2 separate regions of the Athene noctua genome follow, and region 2 is linked to region 1. A link is a contact called in public Hi-C data. All regions are on one chromosome and are shown on one strand. The core of a region is the stretch at or near the end of the contact, and the rest is flanking DNA. Distances in the headings are between cores, read along the strand shown. Region 1 holds the start of PPP2R5C (protein phosphatase 2 regulatory subunit B'gamma). Region 2 holds the start of HSP90AA1 (heat shock protein 90 alpha family class A member 1).

Region 1 (6,252 bases), core at 3,045-5,544:
CAATGGGATTCTTTGAGCTTTAAATGAACAGGAATTTGCTTCAGCAGGTCACCTGTGTGCTACAGCTACTTTTCAGTATTTCTGTACATGCTTATGGGCTACTACTGTAATTCTCAAACCAAAACAAGCATCAGCTTAAGTAATTTTTACCCACTTCCAGCATGGGCATCCTGACCTGGCGTAAGAAGAATCATTTCAACCACTTTCTGAATCTGTTGTACAGTTTCACTCAACTGAAATCTCATTTCCCTTACTGCAAGACAGGAAAAACACTTGTTCATTTTTGTAAATATTAGGATCTGTTGTACTTTTTTATCTATAGAAGTCCAAGGCATCATGAATTTAGTTAAGTGATATAAAAGTGTCTATAAATAAAGTATTTGTGGGCTGCTTCTGCTTGTGTTGTCCCTGTTCTTTGAATAGCAGGCAGCTTCTAGTCTTTACAGTCTGCCATTTACATTAAATTCATTTGCATTAAATGCATATGCATTAAATGCATTTTGAGAAAAACATTTAAATGAACCAGCATATTTCCAAATCTACTCATAGTCTAGAAGAGGATTTTTAAAAAGCCATGTTAAAATACATGTACAAGGAAACATGAAGACAACCTTCTTCAAAGAAAAAAAACCCCTAAAAGTGTATTGTGTGTTCTAGAATATTTCTATATTTCCTAATCTTCACTATGTTAACAAATAGCTCATATAAGCACCAGCTAACACACATCATGATTACAGCCAGCCACATTAGAATGCAAGTCTACATTACTATTTGTGTGCAATTACTCTATTAATTAAATTAATGAGTCAAGCACTGAGGTGTTCAAAATTGTATGGAGACTAAATAATGCCCACTGGGAATGGCAATCATACTGTATGTGCCAATCACATTCCCAGTCCCCTTCCCATTCTGTGTCGCCTTCCATATGGTTAAGCATCATAGATAACATAAGTAAACTGCACTTTTCCTTGGGAATTCTACCTGGAAGGACAACTGAAGAAGAAGAATGCATGAACACTACAACATGTTCTCCTATTGAGATGCATCTCTCATATTTTAAGTTAAAAAAAGCTTGATCTGCAAACACAGAAATTACAAACAAAACTCCATACACGTTTTCAGTTAATGTTTAAAGCTCTCCACTGACTAACTATAGAAGCTTTACACTCCATCCTGAAGTATGAAGAAGGAATAAGAAAATCAGTTTTGGTCTTAGCAGCTTGTTATCCAGAAGCTTGAGAAAATAAGCAAAGATGCCAATAATGAGCCTTACAACTGCACATTAACTAAAATTACAGCCAAGAAGTAATACTCATTTTTAACATCACAGCAATATAGTATAAAGACAGAACATATCACAATAAACTACATCTACTTACACCATTATCTACACTGAAACATTCCTTATTTCAGCTTATGAGCTTTCCTAGTAGCTAAGATCACTCCTAGTAGCTAGGTACCCTCCACCAAAACTCAATCACTAAAATACTACTTTTACAAGAAGTTTACAAGTTTTAACGATCTTATTAATTTATGACAGTGGCATGCAGCTTTCTGCACAACAAATGAGAACTCACTGAAGTGCATCAGAAAGAGTACAGTAAATATTCCCACCCACCTACCCCAACAGTTATTTCAGGGAAGGAAAACGGTAAAGCTGGATGAGTATTTTGTTCTTAAACATTACCTTTCAGTATTAAGACATGTAGTTTAGAAGCTGAAATACATACACAAGCCTTTCAGTGTAGCATTTTACATTCAGGCTGGTACTAAAGGAAATTTCAGAATCCACCTAAACAGGAGATTTTCAAACGAAGCAAATCTATTAATTCGAGTTTCTGGATTCATGTGGGAAAGGGAGGGAACAATGACTTAATTGACCCCTTTCAAGTCACTGCACTTTGCTGGTGGGCAAAACAGACAGCAATGCAAAAGGAAAAAAGAAGGAAAAAAAAAAAATCAGCATCAACAACAGAATATTCAGTTCAAAAATTGAACACTCCATTGTATACCTATAAAAAGAAATCACACAATAAAACAACTGGCAGCCTTTGATTAAGCTTAAGGTCTCCTGACAATATAACAGGCTACTGACACTTAAATGACATGCAAACAGTTTGAGAGAAGAGAGTTCTGGGAATTACAGAGAATGATAAAAACTGCAATCAGCAACTAGAAGACAAGCCCGAAACCTCATGATGTGTAGAAAATAAGACAGATGTACACCTCAATCAAAAAGGAAATAAATGAATATTTAAGACTGTAGCAAGCAAGCATTTAACTATTTTAAATAAAATTAACTTCCTCAAAAGCATCTTAAGCCTTCAAAACATTTTTTGTCAAATACCAGGGCTAGTTCAACAGCCACTTTCCCTCAAAGCCACATGTCATATCAAAATTATAACAATGTAAAAAAATTAAAATACTCCTTAATAGTTGGGAAAAAAACCCCATATTTTAGTAATATTTACCTCATGTTCTTGGTTATCTTGTCCATCTTTGCCACTTTTTCCACTCTTGACTGATTTTGCAGGTTCCTTAAAAAAAAAGTTTGCAGTCTCAGTTACTTTGAAAAGAGTTCTGGATAAGATTTTCAAGTCAAGAAATTAGGGGTCTTTTGACATTAAAAATATTAACATTGACAGGATGAAAACAATACTGTTTTATTGGAAGATCTTAATACTGAACTATCAGCCTCTACAAAGCTGCTTTAAACATTTTTCATCTGCAGAAAGGTTTTGGAATTTTATTTATGCCTCAAAATTCACCCATAAAATATATCAAGCTAAGCTTTCATATAGGCAAGCAGGCAGGGACAATGAATGTGATTTGAACCATGTCTAAGAACTCACCCTTGCAGTCTTTGGTTTTTAGCTTCAGGAATATTTATAGTTAGTTTAGTTTTGAGACGAGTATCAGTGCAGTAGGCATTTTACAACCCGTTATTTTGTCTGTTCTAGGGTCTAGAAAGTCTTAGAAGCAGGCCCACAAGTCAGATTTCTCCCTCCCAACATTGCACTTAACTTAGCATATTTTTGAGATTTGTTATTCTCAGAAAAGTAAAGAAAAGTTTGAATGTTTTTAATACCAAAGGTGGCAAGGCTATTGGGAAAAAGTTAAACCAAACAAAACTCCACAAACCACGACACCCAACCTCGCTACAGCTAATTTTAAAACTATGTTGAAAAGCTAAAAACAAGCGTAAGTCAACCTAACCGAAAAGGTCTAGAGGGACAGCAGCTGGACGAGGCAGATTGTATACTTCACTGTTTCTGACTTCCACTCATAAGGCTAATTGCTTATCACATAAAATAAAGTGCAATCCAGTTAACTTTCTGTTGGATTTTAAGTTTTCTGCGCCCATTACTTGTGCAAGACCCCTTCGTGGCTGCCAGACAATTCACTCCTAGGAGTGCCAGGGAAAACCGAGGCAAAGCGAGGCCAAAGCTACATCCTCTCCCACTGCCAGGAAAAGGGGGTGAAAATATTTCGAGTGGCGATTAGTGCTCCTTGAGTGCTTATGGTGAATCCCCCAAGCAGAACTTCAACTGCAGCCAGAGCCACGCAGCAGGGAAACTTCCCGGGACAGGGTCCGGGCAAACAGTTGTGGGGACTGATCCTTCTCCAGCCCCGACATGCCGCCATGAAAAACACCCCTTCCTGCTCCCCCAACACACCCGGGCCGGCCCCAAAGTAAGAGACACCCCCTCCCAGCTCACCCTTCCGCCAAGCACGGCTGAGGACACGTTTCCCATCCCCTCCCTCCAGCACTCCCCCGCACGCCGAAACCACGGCCTCCCTCCCTCCCTTCGGCTGCCCCCAACTCCGCGCCCGCCCACCGCGGGCTTCGCACCCCCGCTTCGGCAGGGCGTACCCCCGCGGCCCGACGAGACGATACCGGCCCCCCCTCCCTGGACTAGGCCCCACCGGGAGCTGCCCCCTCCCCAGTCCTCGGCTCCCGGAGGAAGGAAGGGGGCCAACATACAGAGGGGAGGGAAGGGGGCTCCCCCTCGCCCGCCTCTCCCCAGCAGCGGGGAGCGCCCCGCCAGCCCCCTCGGCGTCGGGCTCCGCTCGCTGCTACCGCCCCCCACCGCGTTCTGCCCCAGGCCCCTCCTCCCCGCGGGGCCTGCGCCCCACAGCCTCCCCACGGGGCGCGGGCTCCCCTCTCCACGACTCCACCGACTCACTTTCTCCTTCTTGTTTTTATTCGGCATGGCCGCCCCACGCGCCGCGGCCGCAGAGGCGCAGCCCCCGGCGGCCCCGCTCCGCGCTGCGCCCGCCCCGCGCTGCCGCTCCCCCCGTCCTCGGCGGCGGCGGCGGCCTCGGCCCTCCCCCCTTCCTCCTCCGCCCCCCGCCCGCGGAGAGCGGGCCGCTGCCTCCCCATTGGCCACCCGCGGCACGTGATCGCCGCTCCGTTACGTCATCTCGCAGGCGGGGCCCGCGGCGGCTTCCCGCCCCTCACCCCTGCTGCTGCGCGCCCGACGGCCGCGGCCCGGGGGGGTCTGCCCGTCGCCCCGGCGGGTCTGGCCGCCGCCCCGGGGCTGTGGGGCGGCCCCGGGGCTCCGGCCACGCCTCGGGGTGGGCCCGCAGGCTGAGCTGTCCCGGCCCCGCGCCCCAAGCCCGCCGCCTATTTGAGGGGAAGCGGCGGGGTGGCCTGAGGTGTCCTCAGCGCCCCGGGCATCCGGTAGGATCTTCCTCAACCGGCGGTGGCCCGTGAGAGGTCCCTGCACCCCCCAAGCCCGAGTTGCCTACCGGAGCCTGCGCTTGAGTGAGGGGCACGGGCTCCGCTGTTGTGGATGCAGGGAAAGGTGGGACCGCCGTGTGGGGTCCGGGAGCCTGTCGCTGGAGAGCGGCAGATGTTTAAGGAATCAAAACAGTATAGAGCATATCTGAAGCATGCTGGCCCTCTCAAACAAATCCAGTGTGATCGTCATCAGTTTGAGTATATGCGTGCAGTGTATGGATAAGGAAAAGGCGAGCTTCACATAGTTACACTCCGGTTTTTATAAAAGTATCCCTTACTTGGTTTTAGGTGCAGATGTGTTTGGTTTTGTGATGCCCACCTGTACCAGAGATACTTTTTGGTTTTTTGTTTTTGTTTTTTTTTTTTTTAACAAATCTTTTTTTAATCCCTCAAAGCCAGACTATAAAAATCCAAGCAATTTTCTTAGGCAAGAGAAGAAAGGTTCACATACTTCACCTGGAAAATTTACAAACTCTGTTTCTCACATGGCTGGATTAAGCTCCAAATTACTGTTAGCTAAGGAAGAAGCATGGGGAATATTAATACTCATAATAATGCCAAGACATAAAGCATTTAAAATTTAGGTTGGACATGCTTATTAAATTCTAATTGTGCTGTGCTACTGAAGGATAGAAAAATTACAGCCTAATAAATACCACCATAAAAATGAAATTGATCTCTTGTCTTACCCAACCTGTGAGTCTCAAAGCCAGCATGAGCAAGCATCTGTGCTCTCATTTTTAGGAACCAGGATTGCTCATAACCACTTGTGTCTGATGTGATGATACCTAACATCAGCTTGCACCATGATATTTGAACACTTTGCTTTTGTTGTGGTGAAAGGACAAAGAAACTTTCCCTTTTCCAGACACTGCAAAGAAGTCTGCCTACTATGGAGAGCTGCTTACTCTTGCTTCAGTCCCCTTCCTTTCCTGCTTCTTAGGCACTAGAAAACAAATTATGTCTGTCTCTTATCCTTTCCCTAATATTCTCTGGTTTAAGGATTTAGAAATTAGGTGCAGTTATCAATACTGTGCTTCTGTGAAGAGCCAGTCATAAATGAGTTACTACTAATAAATGAGACTTCTGACCGACAGAACAACATGGATTTTGAACAGACTAAGAGAGAGTAAGGGGAAGAAATCTACCTCCATCTGTAGTGTGGAGTTTGATCAGTATATGAAAGGTTTGTACAGCTGAGGATAAACTCAAGAGCTTCCAGTTCTTGTTAGGTTTCAGTTTCAATAGAAGCTTAAACTACTCTTAATTCCCAGCTGTTTCTATCTCCCTTCCCTGCACTGATTCTGGTGCTGATTCTATGGCTTCTTAAACCAGTTCATAGAATTGATCAGGTGGAAAACTCTCCCCCCAAAGTGATGTGTTGTTTACCGATTTTTTTTTTTTTGCCTTGAACTGGCACACCACCACCTGCTTCTGTAAACACTAGTACTGGCCGAAGGAAGGAGGTGGAAATTTGTAGCGGGGGCGGGATGTGACCTCAACAGCCT
Region 2 (7,036 bases), core at 1,522-4,021, 170 kb before region 1:
AATATTTTGATAGAAGTGGCACTCTTAAAATTTTGGACATCTCAAAAGGAGGGCACACAAATAATTTTACTGGAAAAAATGCTAGGACAGATTTCCATAAATTGTTATAGTTTAGCAGTTTTCTAAAATACAAAGTTATTTTAACCCAAATAAATGTCAGAAAATATTTCAGTTAATGGAATCTGAATGTAAGAGTGTTTCCGCCCAAAAGGCATGTCCTATAGAATTTATACTATACCAGAACTATTTTTAATCCAAGAAAACCATGGAAGTTACATTGTTATGCTTGGGTATAACTGCCACACTTTATTAGGATAGTGGTAAAAAGCCATTAAGCTGCTTTACAGAAGCAGACAACCAAAGCAGCTGTCAGACCATTGAAATCAGAGTCACTATGCAAAGAAAGGAACACGTCATACTCAAGAAAGGATTTTGGTGCTTATTCTGTAGCAGGGTGTGTGTTTGAGAGAAAGGAAAATAAATGCCTCGAGAAGCACCGCAAAATCAGACTCAAAGAAGGTACAGAAAACCAGCCAGAGTAAGCACCAAAAAGGTGCTTACCCAGACATAAGCACAGAACTTTCTAGGCTGAGTGTTGGCCAAAATCCAGCTTTTTCAGTGGCTTAGAACTGTGAGCAAATAACCTCACTCTTACAGTTTGATTTCTCCTGTGTGCTGCTGCTCATCTATACACTCTGTTACTGGTGACACTACAATTATTTTTTCCTTGTAATTAAAATAACCCACAGGACCCTGTATTTTGACCAACCATTCGGGTCAAGAGCTGTAACACCACTATCTAGAAGGGCAGAGTCCTGTAAGTCATTGCACCAATGCAGATACTGATCCAGACACTGCAAAAACTGCAATGAAACAAGCTGTGATTTTAACTCCTTGACAGGTCCTACGCGATGTCTTACATGCATACTTAATGTATCTTCTTCTCAGTACTTCTCATTATCTGACAACTCCCTGAAAGACATGATGCTGCAACCAAATCAATTCTGTAGGCCCCAATTCAATCGGATTTTCTTGTCTAGGCCGAACTGCAGGATAACAGATGTTAAGAATGTTAAATTCAGCATGAGGATCTTTAGTTAAATGCATTAATGGACCTCACTATTGTAATGATTAATTCATGGGGTACGCTACACAGTGTTATTTTGGGATGCTTAATGGGAGAAGGCCAGGTTAACCATATAAAAATTCCATTCCCAAAGGTCAGTCAGATGTTGAACCAGATAGCAGCCTGGGGTGCATCTAAGAGCCAACAGAAAATGCCAAAAAGTTGCACCTGGAATGAATTTTTGCTACAGAAACATCCTTTTTATTCCTCAAAGAGCTATTCTTTAGACCAGGGAGATGGTCTAGATTCCTGCTTACATCAATGTACAGTTGTAACATGTAGCTTCACTTGGTATTTATATCTCAAAAAGTGGATCAGCTCCAAGAAGAAAGTTTTAGAAGCCTGCTGCACATGTGATGCAGAGAATCCTCCTGAGACATGAAGACCTGCATTTAACTCCCTGCTCCCAATCAGGTCGTTCAGGATATAAAAATAACTCTGCTGCTAAATGCTGTAATCACAGAGCAGCTGGGTATAATGAGACACGTACTTATCACAGCCTTTATGCAAGATGTATAAATGTATGTATAAAGCTATCTGTAGCTGCGCCCTTTGAACATCAGCTGAAATTTCCCGCAGATTAGACGGCAAAAGCCACGTCCAGGTTGAGAATCCCTCCGGGCTGTTAACAAACCGACCGACGTTGGCATCCATCTCATGTCTACTATTAGCACTTAAATCCTTAAGTAACTGCATAGCTATGTAGGTCTTCTGAGCTTCTTGGATATGATCCCTTGACTCTTTTTATCCTGAACAAATACAAGGACCAAGAGGCACGGTTTGGTTCAACTTGCAGACTGATACTTGTTGTGAGAGAAGCGATTTTGTTTTCCCTGATCAGGCGAAACGCTTTACCACAGCATCCCCGCGCCCTGACTCACCCAGCTACGCCTGGCAGAGCAGACGGCTCCCACCCGGCTCCCCGGGCAGGGGCGCGGTGCCCGGCGCTCCCGCCCAGCAGCCGCGGCCTGAAGGGAAAGCAGCGCCGCAGCCACCTGCACAACCGGCCTGCGGGGCACCGCCCGGCGCGACCCACCCGCCCGGGGCCGCCGCTGCGGCTGCGAAGCGGAGACGAGAGGCCGAAGAAGGCAAGGCGGCCCCCGCCCCGCGCCCCGGCCCCTGTCCCTGTCCCGCCGGGAGCGAGCGGGGGAGCCCCGGCCCTTCCAGGCCCTTCTCACGGCGCGGCGGGGCCGGGGGTGCAAGCGGCGGGGGGTGAGCGGGCGGCGCGCGGCCCTGCCGGTTCTAGGACGTTCTGAGAAGCGGAGGGCCGCCAATGACGTCACCGGCCCCTTGCGCAACCCCCCCGGTGCCCTCCCCCTCGGCGCCGCGCGCGCCCAACGGCCACCCCGGGCGGGCGGCACCACCGCGCATGCGCCCGCCCGCCACCGCCTCCCCCGGCCGCGGCCCCGCCGGCGGTTGGCGAATGGGGACGGCGCGCGCCCCGCCGGCCGCCGGGCCATGCGCGCAGCCCCGCCCCCGCCCCGGCCGGCACGGCGCCTGCGCCAGACCCGCGCTCTGACGCGGCCGGCTGCTATTGGCTGCGGGGGGGCCGGCCCCGCCCCCCGGCGGCGCGGCCGTCAGTCTCCGCCCGCATTCCCCCCGTCGCCCCCTCCCCGTGCCGCCCCCTCCCCCGTGCCTGTCAGTGAAGGTTCCCGATGGTTCTGGAAGGAGGCGGCGCCGGGCCTATATAAGCCAAGCGGGCGGCGGGGTGCGCGCATTAGTGGAGGTGCAGCCGTTCGGGTAGAGTGTGTGAGCAGCTTCAGCGAGGAGAGCAGCAGCCCTTCCCCCCTGCAAAGGTGAGCGGTGGGGCGGCTGTAGCCGTGGCCGGTTGTAGGCAGGGGATGGCTCTTTTGAAGAGACGTTTCTCCGGTGGTGGCTGGTGCGCGCCTCCGCGCGGTGCTATACTGGGGGTGCGGGGGGGATCCGGGGGACCGCGTGGTGCAGGACGCGCCTTTTCTTCTTCCCTTTCTAGTTCTCGTTAAGGGAAGAGTGAGCTCGGAGGGGTGCTGGGTCTTGGAAGTGTGAGTATGACTGTGAGGGGATGAGGTGCTGGTGTCGCTCAAGCGCGGTTTTTTCTTAGTTGTTTTTTTTTTTTTTTTTTTTTCCTTTTTGTTCCTGAAGTCGCGTGGGGGTGAGGGGGAAGAACGGGCGGGCAGCTCCTGGGGGAAGGGGGGTTTCTTCCGCTAGCAGAGCTCGGGGCGGGGGGGGGCGTAGTTGGCGGGCAGAAAAAAATACCCCTTGTTTCCTGGGGGGGTAGCAGCCCCTTCGCATGGCTGGGGGGGCGGGCGGGGGGGGAAGAGTGACCCGATTCCGGTTCGGTGCGGAGGAGCAGTCGCGAGGGGGATGGACAGGGAGGGAGCTTCGCTGCTAATGAATGGGCGCTCGGCCACGAGAGCGCAAGATGGAGGGGCTGTGGCGGGCGATCCGGACCGGGCAGGCGGCTGGGGCGGGCGTGGGGAAGGAGCGGGGGAAGGGGCGGTTCGGCGGTGCACCCCGCTCGCGGGGGGGCGGGGGCGCGCCGGGCTGGTGCTGACGAGGGGGGGGGGGGGGGGGCGGGCGGGGAAGGCTCTGGCAGTTTCTAGAATCTTTCCTGCTTCCGGCGAGAGCCTGCAGGGGGCGCTGCGGGGCGGCAGTTCCCGCCCGCGGCTCCGCTCGGAGCAGCGGAACGGGCGCCGGCCCCTACCCCAGGGACTTAATTTATTATTTCGTAACTTGGGTAGCGTTGTGGTGGAGGATTGCAGTATTGCGCTTGGTCTCCGTTCATTTGGTAGCGATTGAAGTGGGGGAATGGTTGAGAGAGATACTGCATTTTGAGTTGAATCTGTTGCTCCTGAGGCTTGACTCGCGCAAAGGCTGTTGTAGGCAGCAGGAGGCCGAGCTGGTTCGGTTAATCCGTCCGTGTAGGGCAGGGACGAGTTCGGCTGGACCGTATTGGTACCTAAGTTGTAGTTGTGGATCGCGTCTGCATCTGAATAAAGTGAGTTGTGTGAGCCAAATATGAGGGGGACGTAAGAACAGGAAGGCACCCCGAATAGAGACTGTACTGTGAGAATCGGCTAGAGAGTAATGCAATTAACATCCCGTGCCGGGCAGAGTTCTCAGTTGCATTTTACTTTCTTGTAATGTGTGTTTGGCCTGTGATGAGGGGAAGTAAGCTTCGTACATTAATCTGTAAATTAAGGGAAAGGAAAAGATCTGTTACCCGATATGGTGCAAAGCAAATTCGCAGTTAAAATCTTGTATCTAGTTTCTGCATTCCCTAAAATTCCTGAATACCGATAGGAAATAAGATCTGGGGTTTTTGGAGTGTTTTGTGTTTTCTTATGGTTCTGTATTTGAACCTACACAGTTAAATTTTTTTATCTCGGTATGCTATTGTCTGTCACCGCCTGCAAAAGCACATGGACACTGAGCTGTTCAGGGTGGGATTTCAACTGCCCCTCTCGTTACAGATGCCGGAAGCTGTGCAAACTCAAGATCAACCAATGGAGGAGGAGGTGGAGACCTTCGCCTTCCAGGCTGAGATTGCTCAGTTGATGTCTCTGATCATCAACACTTTTTACTCCAACAAGGAAATCTTTCTGAGGGAGCTGATCTCCAATTCATCAGATGTAAGTACCTTAACTCCTAGCCGGGTTCATGTCAATAGACTAGTGAAATATTTAGGAATAATCAGGGAATGTTAAAGCCTGCCTCATTAAACTGAAAGAAGGTAGATTTAGTAGATAGGAGGAATAAATTCTTCACTGTGAGGGTGGTGACACACTGAAGCAGGCTGCCCAGAGAAGTAGTGGATGCCTCCCTGCCTGGCAGCATTCAAGGCCAGGTTGGTGGACAGGGCTTTGAACAGCCTGGGCTAGTGGAAGGTGTCCCTGCCCATGGCATGGGACTACATGATCTTTAAGGTCCCTTCCAACCCAAACCATTCTATAACTCTTCTCTTTCAGGCTCTGGACAAGATAAGATATGAGAGCTTGACTGACCCAAGCAAGCTGGATTCTGGAAAAGACCTGAAAATTAACCTGATTCCAAACAAGCATGATCGCACTCTGACCATTGTGGATACAGGCATAGGGATGACCAAAGCTGACCTGGTTAACAACCTTGGTACTATTGCCAAGTCTGGTACCAAGGCTTTCATGGAAGCACTGCAGGCAGGCGCTGATATATCCATGATTGGTCAGTTTGGTGTTGGCTTCTACTCTGCCTACCTGGTTGCTGAGAAAGTGACAGTGATCACCAAGCACAATGACGATGAGCAGTATGCTTGGGAGTCATCAGCTGGAGGATCTTTCACTGTCAGGCTTGATAACGGTCAGTACTAAATGTTTGTACTCAAGTACACTTTCTAAAGATTTCTGGCATTCAGATACTTAAGTCCATACACTGAAAACAGCAAACATAGCAGATAAACGTGTGGTACTAGTCACGTGTCAGGTCAAGCACAGGCACAGCTGTTCCTTTACCATTCCAGTTTTAGCTGTTGATACATGATAAGGGAATGTGTAAGTGAATAGTACATTATAATGAAGACTCAGCTTTTAAAGGGTTATGCAAACAAATACTTTTGTATACTCTACAACTCCTTTACAGAAACTTGAAAGATAACACATGAACAGACTAATTAAGTGAAAATCTCTTTAAGCATGCCTGAAATACATGCCTGGGTACTGTAAGCTTGAGGAAGTATGTCTGTAAGGCTGTTAATGTACACAGAAGCTTATGTTTTCCCAGCATCAAAGAAACTGCTGATAACAGCAGTGCCTTTTTTAAAAAGGCATGTTTTGCAATTTGCCAAAGCCTAGTCGACTGCTGCACAAGTAAAACTTCTAAACTACATTCTAGGTGAACCTTTGGGCCGTGGAACAAAAGTCATCCTTCATCTTAAAGAAGATCAGACTGAATACCTGGAAGAGCGGCGAATCAAGGAAATTGTGAAAAAGCATTCTCAGTTCATCGGCTATCCTATTACACTCTTTGTATGTATCTTCTTTGGAATAACTTAAGTATTGTCAACTTAGAAGTACATTTTTGAAATTTAAGAAAGCAGTCCATGTGTATTTTGTTAATTGAAATTGTTCAGATGTTACATGGATGTAGCTCTTAAGAAATGTAATTCTCTTTATTACGGGTTTATTTTACAAGACTACTAATCACAAATTTATTTCATAAGACTAAGTAAAAAAAAATGTGTTTTGCCAAGCTAGTACTATCAGTGGCCAAACCATTGAGGAAATTAATTACATCTTGATGTATTGTTAGTGGTAATTCAGTATAATTAAACAGAATACCAAAAACCTACCATGTAAACATATGGAAATAAAATACCACTTGTCTCAGCACCCAGCATGTGAGTCCTCAGTTGAGTCTAGGAGGAAAACTTGATGCCATGTTCCTGTAGTTTTCAGCTTTGTGAAACTACAAAGGGATACCTAGGGCTGTTAATGATTAAAAACTAGGTTTCTCAAATCAACTACTGATCTCTTCTGTAGGTGGAGAAGGAACGTGACAAGGAGGTGAGTGATGATGAGGCTGAGGAAAAGGAAGAGGAAAAAGAAGAGAAGGAGGAAAAGACAGAAGATAAACCAGAGATTGAGGATGTTGGTTCTGATGAAGAAGAGGAGAAGAAGGATGGAGATAAGAAGAAGAAGAAGAAGATCAAGGAGAAGTACATTGATCAGGAAGAGCTCAACAAGACCAAGCCAATTTGGACCAGGAATCCAGATGACATAACCAATGAGGAATATGGGGAGTTCTACAAGAGTCTAACTAATGACTGGGAAGACCACTTGGCTGTCAAAGTAAGTTCTTGTCTTTTTGCAGGCACAATTGCACTTGGGAAGCTTGCTAAACATGCTACTGAACTCGGATCCATTGTCCCAGAGTTGCTGTGATGTTGCTTAGTATTTA

What was found. A called contact is a pair of places that touch in the nucleus more often than the background predicts.
Region 2: a contact with region 1 is called in a Hi-C map of heart, with 3 times the contacts expected there. The contact joins the promoter of HSP90AA1 here to the promoter of PPP2R5C in region 1. A contact is called at or near these places in 2 of 2 Hi-C or Micro-C datasets (heart and liver).

What each region holds. Positions count from the first base shown.
Region 1 is chr6:40,502,568-40,508,819 of bAthNoc1.hap1.1, reverse strand. It overlaps PPP2R5C (protein phosphatase 2 regulatory subunit B'gamma), which reads right to left and starts at 4,294. Exons shown (of 16, transcript XM_074908674.1): 1 at 4,188-4,294; 2 at 2,472-2,537. The coding sequence starts at 4,214.
Region 2 is chr6:40,667,460-40,674,495 of bAthNoc1.hap1.1, reverse strand. It overlaps HSP90AA1 (heat shock protein 90 alpha family class A member 1), which reads left to right and starts at 2,771. Exons shown (of 11, transcript XM_074908678.1): 1 at 2,771-2,922; 2 at 4,579-4,737; 3 at 5,074-5,440; 4 at 5,972-6,105; 5 at 6,619-6,927. The coding sequence starts at 4,579.